Linked DNA regions of Mus musculus: region 1 is linked to region 2. Evidence: chromatin contacts called from public promoter capture Hi-C data. All regions are on one chromosome and are shown on one strand. Each heading gives the region's core, a stretch centred on a gene start, on an enhancer-like site or on the middle of the called end of the contact. The rest is flanking DNA. Distances are from core to core; before and after follow the strand shown. Region 1 has its middle 53 kb from the start of C430002N11Rik. Region 2 holds the start of Rasa2 (RAS p21 protein activator 2).

The links. Promoter capture Hi-C pulls out the DNA fragments that hold promoters and counts their contacts.
Region 1: a promoter capture Hi-C map of the HPC-7 cell line shows a contact between it and region 2, with 6 times the contacts expected there. The contact joins the enhancer-like site here to the promoter of Rasa2 in region 2. A contact is called at or near these places in 24 of 39 promoter capture datasets (the 3T3-L1 cell line, 3T3-L1-derived adipocytes, the C10 cell line and 14 more), 1 of 15 datasets of contacts at CTCF or cohesin (large pre-B cells), 2 of 484 Hi-C or Micro-C datasets (the HPC-7 cell line and bone marrow-derived macrophages), 20 of 115 datasets of contacts at active chromatin or transcription factors (the 230-238 cell line, the SCID.adh cell line, T-cell acute lymphoblastic leukemia and 12 more) and 4 of 9 other capture datasets (adipose tissue, embryonic stem cells, liver and 1 more).

Annotation. Positions count from the first base shown.
Region 1 is chr9:96,815,482-96,821,660 of GRCm38.p6, reverse strand. No RefSeq gene overlaps it. Among named protein-coding and RNA genes, the nearest start is that of C430002N11Rik, 53 kb to the right of the region's middle. Within about 2 kb of position 3,015, at least 41 of the 459 cell types and tissues checked have an H3K27ac peak or open chromatin away from gene starts, as enhancers often do. A contact at or near this core is called in the HPC-7 cell line, the SCID.adh cell line and trophoblast stem cells, where this site is marked.
Region 2 is chr9:96,628,682-96,634,258 of GRCm38.p6, reverse strand. Rasa2 (RAS p21 protein activator 2) reads left to right here and starts at 2,756. Exons shown (of 24, transcript NM_053268.2): 1 at 2,756-2,895. The coding sequence starts at 2,766.

The sequences.
Region 1 (6,179 bases), core at 1,766-4,265, 190 kb before region 2:
CTTGCTGAGCCACGGTCCATTAATTTCTTGCATCTAGCTGCCCAGCTCTCCACACTCTGTCTGTTAGGTTTTTATGAAGATTTCATTGCATAGGCATAATTGATTATGTCTTTGGCTACTGGTGATCAATATGACTACGACATCCCTCCCATCTCTGAAGGTTGAGTGATGGGGGTGAAAGTTCCACCCTCTGAGCATGCCGTGGTCTTCCCACCAAACAACCCTCAACTTGGAGCTATCTGGAGACTACCTGCATCAGGATACTTATTGTAGCATGCAAAAGAAATGATTTTAGAAAGCCTAAGGATTTTATAGGGAAATGGACCAACATCAGATATGTCTCGATATACATCTTCTGGAAGCAGTACTTTGAACTGTTGGACAAACATGGCTCTGAAATTTTCTATGGGGATGTTCAAATATTAAAAAATAGGAACAAGATCATTCTAGATCTTTTGTTCCAGGACTTGATTTTAAGGGTATATTTTTTAGGGGGCTGGCAAGATGGCTTAGTGGATATAAGCACTTGATGCTCTTCCAGAGGACCTCAGTTCAATTCCAAGCACCCACATGATCACAACTCTGGTTTGGGGGATCTGACACCCTCTGACCTCTGTGGGTACCAGGCACACAAATGGTAAACATATATTCATCCTAGGAAACACAAAAATAAAATTGATTGATAAATTTTGTTTTGTTTTTTGAAATAAGGTTTCTCTGTGTTTCTGGAACTTGATCTGTAAACCAGGCTGGCCTTAAACTCACAGAAATTCACCTGCCTTTGTCTCCTGAGTGCTAGAAAAATTTTTTAAAGAATGTATTTTTATTAAATTGCTTCCTTTAGCATCAACTTAGAAGTTTTTCTCATTAATTTCTTCAGCAGTATGTCTTGTAGATATTTCCATCTTGAGATGTGTAGATAGAGACAGACAGCTCATTTTATAAAATACAGAATAGACTAGTATATTTTATAGAAACAACAAAAATTAAATTTTATAGAACATAGATATTCTTTTTATATTCTTTTTTAAAACACATTTTATTTATCTTTTTATGTGTGACATGTTTATGTGTGTACATTTGTGTCAGTACAGGTTCAAGAGTGTCATGACAGACTTTTTTTTTAGCTTTTTTGTTTTGTTTTGTTTTTTCGAGACAGGGTTTCTCTGTATAGCCCTGCTGTCCTGGAACTCACTCTGTAGACCAGGCTGGCCTCTAACTCAGAAATCCGCCTGTCTCTGCCTCCCGAGTGCTGGGATTAAAGGTGTGCACCACCACGCCCGGCCCTTTTTAGCTGTTTTTAAAACGTTTTTAGGGCTGAAGAGACAGCTCAGCAGTTAAGAGCACTGACTGCTCTTCCAGAGGTCCTGAGTTCAATTCCCAGCAACCAACCACATGGTGGCTCACAACCATCTGTAATGGGATCACATGCCCTCTTCTGGTGTGTCTGAAGACAGCAACAGTGTACTCATATAAATAAAATAAATAATTCAAAAATAAATAAAAACATTCTTATTCTTTGAGAATTTCATATAAAACATTTTTTACCATATGCAGCCCCATCTTCCAACTTGTCCAGATTCATTTCTGCCTCCTACTCAACTTCATGTTCCACCCCCACACACACATACACAGACCCCTACCCCCTCGCCCCCCCCCCCCAGGCCCCTTTCTCGGCTCCTTGCCTCTCCTTTCTCCCTGTGCTGGAACTGCAAGTGGCCGTTACCACGCTGGGCTGAGCATTCTTTGTCAAGCTTCGCTTTGAACAGACTTAACAAACTCAACTATATGCTATTGGAATTAGAGTTTACTCGTTTTAGTGCCAGGAATCGAACCCAGGGCCTCGCACATGCTAGGTAAGCACTCTGCCACTAAGCCACATCCACAACCGTGTTCCTCTTTCAAAAGAGGAGCTCAGTGATGTGCCCAGGTGGCCTTAGCCTCCCATCAGACCGTAACCTCAAGGTCCTCCTGCCTCAGCCTCCTGAGTACAGGCCTGTGCTGCTGGCCTGGTGGTAATAATTAGCAATAATAAATGGCTTTCCAAGAAAACTACTAAACACCTGATCGAAGGTCTTTCATCATAGGCTCAGCAGAATTAGACTTGGAAGAAGTCTTCGGTAAATCCCTTTTTCAGAACCCAAGAACTAGGACAGGAAAGGTGGGGATACACGCCTCGCTGAATCTTCAGAAAGCCCCTCGAGGCGGGTTCAGCATCCCAGGCTGGGTAGGTCACCCTGATGTGTTAGATAGAATGTAGCTGCAGATACACAGGGTAAAGTAGTGGCTAGTGGGATGCCAGCCCGATCCTCATGGCTCAAGACTTGCAACTGAGTATCAGGAGTGTAGCCCTGTGTTCACACCTACCAGGAGCTAGCTCAGTCACAAATCTGTCCATGAGGAATCAGCCGAATACACAGGCATGACCAGGCCCTCCTAGCTGCTGAGGCCTGGCTAACAGCTGGGACAGATGAGCATCCGTGAGGAAAGGGTCACCAAGAGGAACAGAACTCCTCAGGGCTGCGGTACCCTCAGCAGGAGGATACCCTTGGGGCTGACTTCAGATGTGTCAGCCGAGTGAGAGTCCTGCCTCCCTACATGGGCTGCGTGAGTCTTCCAAGAGAGGAGAATGCTTTTCTAAATAGTCTGCCTTGAGTCCAGCCTAGGTAGACACAGGGGCTCTGGCCACTCTATTCCCTGGAAGAGACTGAGCGGCCTTAGTAAGGGGCGTTTCCTATGGCCTCTGCAGCAGTCCTACCAGATGTTGTGTTTGGAGAAGGATGTCAGTAAATTAAAAATGGGGGTCGCTGCAGTTACAAATTTAAGTCTAAATGGTTAGGGACTATTCCAGCCATCCTGGCTTATTTTTCTTTAAGTAAAACAATGTAGCGAGCGATAGTGTGTTCAACCACTAGAGGGCAGCATCAAATAAGCTATTGGTCTTTAGGGTTGGGTCTGCCTTATAGAAAAGTAGGTTCGCTTGTGTTTTAAGAAGTCGACAAACTGCCCTTGTTTGCCTGTCATGGAGGAGTTTCCACAGGCAAGCTTTTCCATGCTAACATCTGAGAAAGCCTAAGGCAAAGTAAAACAAGCCAGTGACTCAGGAGTTACACATGAAAACAAATGTATTATATCGTTCACATTTTATAGAAAAGTTTGACTGGGTGATTCACAGAGCTAGCTGGTGTGAAGCAGAATTGGATTAAAGGAACATGTTCTCTTTGTTTGTTTTGTTTGTTTTGTTTTGTTTTTCAAGACAAGGTTTCTCTGTATAGCCCTTGCTATCCTGCAACTCACTCTGTAGACCAAGCTGGCTTCAAACTCAGAGAGCCACCTGCCTCTGCTGGGATTAAAAGCGTGCACCACCGCCTGGCTAGGACCATGTTCTTTTTTTTTTTTTTTTTTTTTTTTTTTAAAATTTTTACTACTTTTATTTTTTTATTTTTTTTTTCCATTTTTTATTAGGTATTTAGCTCATTTACATTTCCAATGCTATACCAAAAGTCCCCCTTACCCACCCACCCCCACTCCCCTACCCACCCACTTCCCCCCTTTGGCCCTGGCGTTCCCCTGTACCGGGGCACACAAAGTCTGCGTGTCCAATGGGCCTCTCTTTCCAGTGATGGCCGACTAGGCCATCTTTTGATACATATGCAGCTAGAGTCAAGAGCTCAGGGGTACTGGTTAGTTCATAATGTTGTTCCACCTATAGGGTTGAAGATCCCTTTAGCTCCTTGGGTACTTTCTCTAGCTCCTCCATTGGGAGCCCTGTGATCCATCCATTAGCTGACTGTGAGCATCCACTTCTGTGTTTGCTAGGCCCCGGCATAGTCTCACAAGAGACAGCTACATCTGGGTCACAAGAGACAGCTACATCTGGGTCACAAGAGACAGCTACATCTGGGTCACAAGAGACAGCTACATCTGGGTCACAAGAGACAGCTAGGACCATGTTCTTAAGCAGGACACCGCATAATAGTCCCCTGAACAATCTGGGTCACTGTTAGGTTTCATGCTACCCAAACCTGATCACCATGGCTTAAGCAATAAAGTCATGTGTCAATCCTTTCAAATGGGTCCAGCATGCTCTCAGGATCTCAGATGCCTGCGGACGTCACACGGGCAGAACAGGGGCTCCTTGATTCCAAGGAAGCAGTGAGTTTATTAGGCACATTGCTGTTCCTGTCAAAGCTGCTTCAATTTAAGTGCATTAATTACTTTTCTATTGCTGAGATCAAGGTAATTTACACAAGGAAGAGTTTATTTGGGGTTTGTCTTAGTCAGGCTTTCTATTCCTGCACAAACATCATGACCAAGAAGCAAGGTGGGGAGGAAAGGGTTTATTCGGCTTACATTTTCCACATTGCTCTTCATCACCAAAGGAAGCCAGGACTGGAACTCAAGCAGGACAGAAAGCAGGAGCTGATGCAGAGGCAATGGACAGATGTTACTTACTGGCTTGCTCCCCCTGCCTTGCTCAACCTGCTCTCTTACAGGACCCAGGACAACCAGCCCAGGAATAGCACCACCCACAAGGGGACCTCCCACCCTTGATCACTAATTGAGAAAATACCTTAATTGAAAATACCTAGATCTCATGGAGGCATTTCCTCAAGGGAGGCTCCTTTCTCTGCGATAACTGCAGCTTGTGTCAAGTTGACACACAGAACCAGCCAGCACAGGTTCCAGGATGTTGGAGCAGAGGTCGCAGGCAGCAGGTGGCCATAACAACAGCCGAGGACTCATATCTTGAACTACAAACAGAAGGCAGACCGGGCAATCAGTAAGCTCACCACTGGCTTTTCAAATCTCAAAGCTTGCCCCTAGACACAACTCCTCCAACAAGACCACATCGCTTAATCCTTCCCAAACAGGTCCATCAACTGGGGACTGCATATTTAAACATACTAGCCTATGGGAGACAATCTAATTCAAGCCAGCACACTGAGGAAGAGTGGGTGCTAACAGAGCTAACAGTGAACATCCTTCCCCCAATCCCCTCCACCAGAGCTGAGGGTGTGTTGGCACTGTGCCACACAGAACCCCCACTTCAGGACTGCTTTCTATACTTGCTGGCAGCACTGGACTCTCAGCCTTTCCAGAACTTGCTCTGAAAGAGAACACCATTGGCCAAAGGACAAACCTCTTTCCCAGGACAGCCACATATACTGACTGGTCAGAACAAGAATGCAATAGCCAGGGAATAACTCAGAGATCCATGCCCAAATCAGAGTTCTTGTGGGGGCAGCAGAGGCCTTGTGACTTTCAAAGTCCAGCATCTGCTTTGTCACCTCCATTTACAGCAGTCACCCCCTGTAAACTTCCTGTGTTCCCTCCAAGGCTGCTTCCTGGGACTGCAGAGGGCGAGCACATTCTAGGTGCCAAGGCATCTACCTGGAGGGATAGGGAACTGCAGTCACTTATAGGAAAGGGAGAGTTTATTTATCACAGATTTCTCTACCATGGGGACATTTATTTACTTATTGTGGAAGCCAAACACAGCCGTACACTCAAGTTCCATCAACAGTGGAGAGAAAATATTTGGGAGTGGGGAGCACTTCTTCTGAGCATATGTAGATGTTTTTCCTTGTCATTATTCCCTAATGTAACACTGCTTATCATCCAGACTGTAGAGGAAGAGTCATCTAGAGATGTAAATATAGAGAAGGACATGTATATATTACAGACAAATGTAAAACCATCTCCTATGAGATTTGAGCGTCATCACATTGTGGCATCTGGGCTATGGAGGATCTTACAACCAATCCAATATGTATAATGATTACTTGCCTTGCAACCAATCCCCCATAGTTATTGTACAATGACTATTGATCTCGCAGCCAATATGTATAATGACTATACATACAAATTAAGCACTAGAAAATTTTAATTGTGGACAGTTCAAGGGTAATGGCAGAAAGGTTGTTATACCAAAACTTACCATTTACTGAATATCTACCATTGGCTAGAAGCCTTCCACTGCCATAGACTGTACAATCTCACAAAATAAATAACCATTAATTAGCCGAAAAAAGAGAAGGTCCAAATTAATAAAATTAAAAATGAACAGAGACACAAAATAAATCCAGAAAATTACAAATGCGTACTTTTAAAATTGGAAAACATTAAAGAAGTGAATGAACTTTTAACTGCATCTGACTGACCCAAGTTAAACCGAG
Region 2 (5,577 bases), core at 1,507-4,006:
GGACCATTTCTGTTGTTGGTCCCACAGGCCCACCAGGCTTCCAAGCAATATAAGCAATCACCACTGTGGTTGGTAGCCCACCAGAACTAGACTTGTGAAGCCGAAGATACATGTGCTGAAGAGACCACAGGGCATACAGACATCAAGGTGAGGCAGAGAAGGCGCTTCCTCCCAGCTAGCTAACCCCTCATCATGCCAGAAGGTGCTATTCAGGCTGCTGGTAGAGAACTGTCATCAGTAATCTTACTCAGCTGGGGTCCCTGCTTCCTACATCACTGACCTGCCAGGCAAAGGGCACCTACTGACACACTAGTGGGAAGTCTGCTATGGGGGTGACCAACCACTTCCTGACTGCAACTCCTTCAGAGGAAATTCACATCTGGTACTATAAACCTGTTAAAAAGCCTATGGCTGGGGAAGTCACAGCCCCAGTAGGGCAGGTACAGATGTTGTTCTGCTAAACAGATGTGATGTGTGCACCAAGTTGCTTTCCAATAATTGTGCTTGTGCATAGGAATTCGTGAGGATGTCATGTTTGCTTCGAGAAGTCCACCCCCTCATGGGCAGTATTAAACGCAGAGATTCATAACTAGTCACTGAGAATAAAAAACTGGATGCTCAGCCTTAAATAAGACCTGTATATCACCCCCCCTCGGAGGAACGTTGAGGAAAAGATGGGAGAAAGAGTGTAAGAGTCAGAGGATAGAGTGGAGTGTGGTGGAATTTTCTTGGCATGACATGACATGGCTGTCACATTTTTTGTACAAAGATATTTCTATTTGTATGTGTATGAGTGTTTACTTGCATGTATGTATACCATAATGAGTGCTTAGTGTCCCTGAAGGTCAGAAGGAGTAGGATCCCCTGGAACTAGAGTTACAGAGCATTGTGAGTTGCCACTTGGGTGCTGGGAACTCTTCTCTAAGTGCTCTAAACCCTTCAGCCATCTCTTCAGCCATTCTACCTGACAGCAGCTGTGGTTGTCTGTACTATACAAGATCCGTGCAATACTGGGAGCCAACATCCTGTGGTAGGGTGCAGGAGGATTTACAAGGATTTTTGACAGTTGACGGTTGCCGGAAGAGACATTTTCTTCAGTAGTACAGCCACTGTTAAGTTTCCTGTGCTCCTGTAATTAATCTCTCGTCTATGCTTCTGGAAACAACTCTCATAAACTCATTGAACTAAAAAAAAAAAAAAAAAGTCTTGCTGGTGTGATGACTCAGTGATTAAAGGTTCTTAATACCAAACCAGATGGCCGGGTTAATCCCTAGGAAACCCACGGTGAAAGGAGAACCACCTCCCAACAGCCATCCACTGACCTTCCAGGGGATTGGAGGGGAAGAAAGCCAGCTGGGAGGAGAGGAAGGGGGTGCAGGGGATGTGGACGGCGATGAAGAGGGTATTGAATACTATGCATACATTAAACATGTGTATGAAAACGGTATCACACCATGACTGTGTATAAGTAAGACATACCAATAAAGCATTAAACGTTTTAAAATAGAAAAAGCCAGTCTCTGGCCTGTGGTGTGTGAGCTCTGATTTGGAAAGAAAGGGAAATACCATTTGGAGTTTCTGTTTGAAACAACAAAATGCCTGGAAGGAGAGGTAAGCTCACTTTCTCCAAGGCTGTATGGTACAGGACAAGGGGCACCCTCATGCATCACCAGCTGGACTGGAAGTATTGCTCGGTAGCCTAAGACATCCAGCAAGCTTAGGTCACTCCGTCTGCCTGACTGGCCTTGGCACAAGTGGCTTCTGGGCTTGCTTGTCGTCTGTTCACTCTTCCCAGGCAGGCTCTCCTTGACTCTGTTTCCACAACTTGCTTCTTCTCTCTGTGTGCCCTTCCAGGTTGAGGTGCTCATGGTCTTGGCGCCTTCTGCCCCGTCTTTTTGCCCTAGGGCCATTCCTATATGTCTGAAAACATTCCTTGACTGGCTGACTCTAGCACCTGGCAAAGAACAACCCTGCTCTATTAAATCAGTTTCTTCCTTCTTAGGGCAGCGCAGTTAAACCTCAGGACCAGGAAATCATCCCTCTCCTCACATACCAGGGTGTTATCCACACAGTTTACTCACTGTAAATAGTTCCCTTAAGATAGTGGCAACAACTAGTTGAAGATTTACAAACTTCCCAGGGCCAATCTACTTTCTAAAAAGCCTGCTTCTGGGAGTGGGAAAGAGGTCACCGTTCCGATTCTGAAATGCAAAACTGGTGATAAACTCAAAATTTCTCTGGGTCTCAGACAGGACTGGACGGAGTCTGTGGTCCTTTTCTTGACCCAACTTTTTGCAGAGCAATGTTCCCAGAGCAAAGGTTGAGTATGTGGTTTGTCCCCCACGTGCCGCACTGCGGGAGCATCTAGACACCGCTGGAAGAGTCTCTAATACATCTCTTGACGTTTGCCAAAATGCCAAACTTTTTCCTGGAACCTGGAGTCATTCTGACTGGGGACTTTTCTTTTCCTTGAGCATCTGGGGACCTAGAGGTCCGTTCGTGGGGGACGTCCAATTCTCAGGGTTCTGGGGATCACAGCAGGGCCAGGGTTTTCCTCCTTGTGGGGGTTTCAGAGCGCCTCTCGCGACTTGCCCAGGGAGGCAAGGCGAGGCGGATGCAGGGCGGGCACGGCGCGAGGGGCGGGGCGAGTCAGCCCGAGGCCGAGGCGGGGCTACAGCGAGGCTCGATCCGGCCTAGGCCTCGCTCCGGCTCCGCCTTGCCCGGCTACGCAGGCGGTAGGGCTGGGGTAGGGGCCGGGCGGCACCATGGCGGCGGCAGCGCCTGCTGCGGCGGCTTCTCCCGAGGCGCCGGCCGTCTCGGGCAGCGCAGACCCGGAGACGGGAGACGAGGACAGTCGTGAGGTCCGAGTGCTGCAGAGCCTGCGCGGCAGGATCTGTAAGCGGGGCCGGGGCTGAGGGGACCCCCGGGGCGGCGCGGAGGGTGGGCGGCGGGCACGCGCGGGGGTGGCGGCACCGGCGGCCGCCCGGGACTGGTGAGACTGGATGGGGGTGTGTTGGGGGGAGGCGCCGCGTCGACCGACTGCCCGGCGCGGGTCGGGGCTCCCCCTCGGAGCGAGCGGGGTGAGGACCTGCACGCGCGGACCGGACCGGCGCGGCGCGAGGGGCGCTGCCTGGAGCGCGGCCTGGACGCGGGAGCCCGGGGCGCGGCCGGGGGCGCGCGGAGTTTCCGGCCTCCCTCCGACGCAGGCCTGCGGGCGGCCGCGGACGACGGGAGCGGCCCGAGGTGGGAGCCCCGTGGTAATTACAAGGGAGGCGCGGCTGGAGGAGGGAGGGAGGCCGGCTGCGGCGGGGCGGGGCCGGGCCGGGCCGGGCCGGGCGGCGGGCTGAGGAGGGGGTGTGAGCTCCCTGGGGCTCCTCTGCCAGTGCGAGGTTGAGGCGGGCGCTGGGGACTGCGGGAGCCGGTGGCGGGGGCTCCGGTGGGCGAGGCTGCGCGGGCGAGCGGGGCGCCCGGGGAGCTCGGGCGGGACACCTGTGCCCGCCCCACCTTGCCGCGGCGGGGACTTGAATCGAGAGCCGGCGTGACTGACGGTGACTTGGGGCAGGATGTAGTGGCTTCCTGTGAGCAGGTCTCAAAACTCAGTCATCCAGTCCGCGCTCAACCCACTTGATTCTCTCCCGTGCATTTGTGAGAGCCGCACCGATGAGTGTAGACTCTTACTCAGAGACGGGCCAGTTCGTTTGTCATTGCTATCCTTCCTCTTTAAAACGACCCTTTGATATTAGATCGACTTCCCCCAGCTTATTGAGATGGTCCCTTTTCACTGTATGACTGGCGAATCAGTAGAGTTTATTGTTACTTTAGTTGAAAACCTTTTTTAATTCAGATTATTTTATCCCCAGAATGAAATCGGTCTCCTAAATAATGCCTGGCTATAAGAGATATTTTATATGTTGAAAATTCAATTGTGTTAGAATGGCTGATACTGCTCTTTCTTTGGCAGAGTATAAACTTTAATTCTTAAATCTCGATGCTTCTTTTGGATTCTCCCACTTGAGTTTTTGATGTTACTCCCCTTTCAAGGATTTGGAATTTTATTAAAACCCCAGGAGCAAGCATGTTAAATGTTACTTTTCAATTCCCTGACGTCATCCTGGGACTCCCAATTCAGACACTTTTAAGTATTAAAACTTGGGAAATTACACCAGAGCAGTGGGTGTTTTGTGCGTCTTAAGTTCCCAGTATTTTAAGTTACTTTCTTAGGGTGTAAACTTTTCACAAATTAGCTTTCTTACAGTTAATATTTGCATGTATGTAATGTTTGGGAAAAGCCAAATACACTAGAATTTTCTTCCCCTACTAATTAGGTTTTTCAAATTTTTACTACTTTATATTTTTCTGTGACTTGATGCTAGACACTGTTGAAGCCTTGCGAATCTATAAAAGCAGATTGTGTTGTGGGAAGACAGTGTGCTCTGTTGGAGTTGAGATTTAGGGTTGGGCTGTTTTTAGGAGTAAGTTACCTTCTGCTTTGACCTGATGCATAGCAAAGGTTCTGTGAACAGTGTGGTAAAAATATCACTCCAAGTGAAATTCGGGTCTGCAGATTAAAACACACACACACACACACACACACAAGCACACAAAACTTGGTTTCTGTGGCTTAGGCAATCTCACTCCCAGAAATTGACCATTAATTTCCTGGGAATATTTTTATTTTAACCCTAGTTAAACTAAACCACTTGTTTCTACCCTAGACAGTTTATTTATTTTTTATTGCTCATCTTATAGCTCAGGTCATGTTGTGACTGTTTCACAAGGATACATACTGAAATCAAGAACACCCCTCCCATTTCTTGCCCTTCTTTTAGCTGGTATGATCAAGGTTGGTTGCCCTCCGGATCCTTGTAAGGAAATGCCCTTCTGTGTTTCCTGAAACTGACACGTGGGCTTTGTAAGGTGATGAGAAGTGGCGGAAACATTAGCAGGTGCTGAAGTCACAGAAATGGGATGATGGCAGTTTGACAATGAAGAATCTAAGCAGTTTGCGAGTGTTGAAGTCACCAGTCCTTTCTACCACACTGAGAAACCTTGGGGAGAACCTGGTAGCTCCCTGTTAGCCTGGAGATGAGCTGTTAAGCTCAGAACTGCTCTTTGGGAGCCTCTCATCTGATCCACCTGAGAGGAAGCACTCCTGGGTAGTGTAGTCCGAATCATCCTTAAGAAGAGCGAGGGTGGCCCGATGTTTATATTGTGGAAGTTCTAGAGGTTAGATAATGGTCCACACTTTCTTCAGTGTTTCATTTCTAACTTATTTGTGTCCCATAGATTTCACAAGGTATAAATAGTATCAAGTTGACAGATCAGAAAACCAGCGGGTGGGGAGATGGCTCAGTTGGTAAAGTGCCTGCTTAGCAAGCAGGATCACCAGAGCCCAAGTAGAAAGGCATGGGTGGGGGAGGAGGGGTCACCGCGCTTTCCTCTAACCCAGCACTAGTGGAGTGTTTGGACAGGCAGAGCCTTGAACCTCAGGGACTGGGTAGCTTGCTTGGGTAGAGCTTCTGGTTCATAGAGAAACCTTGTCTCAGATGATAAAGGTGAGAGAGAGAGAGAGAGAGA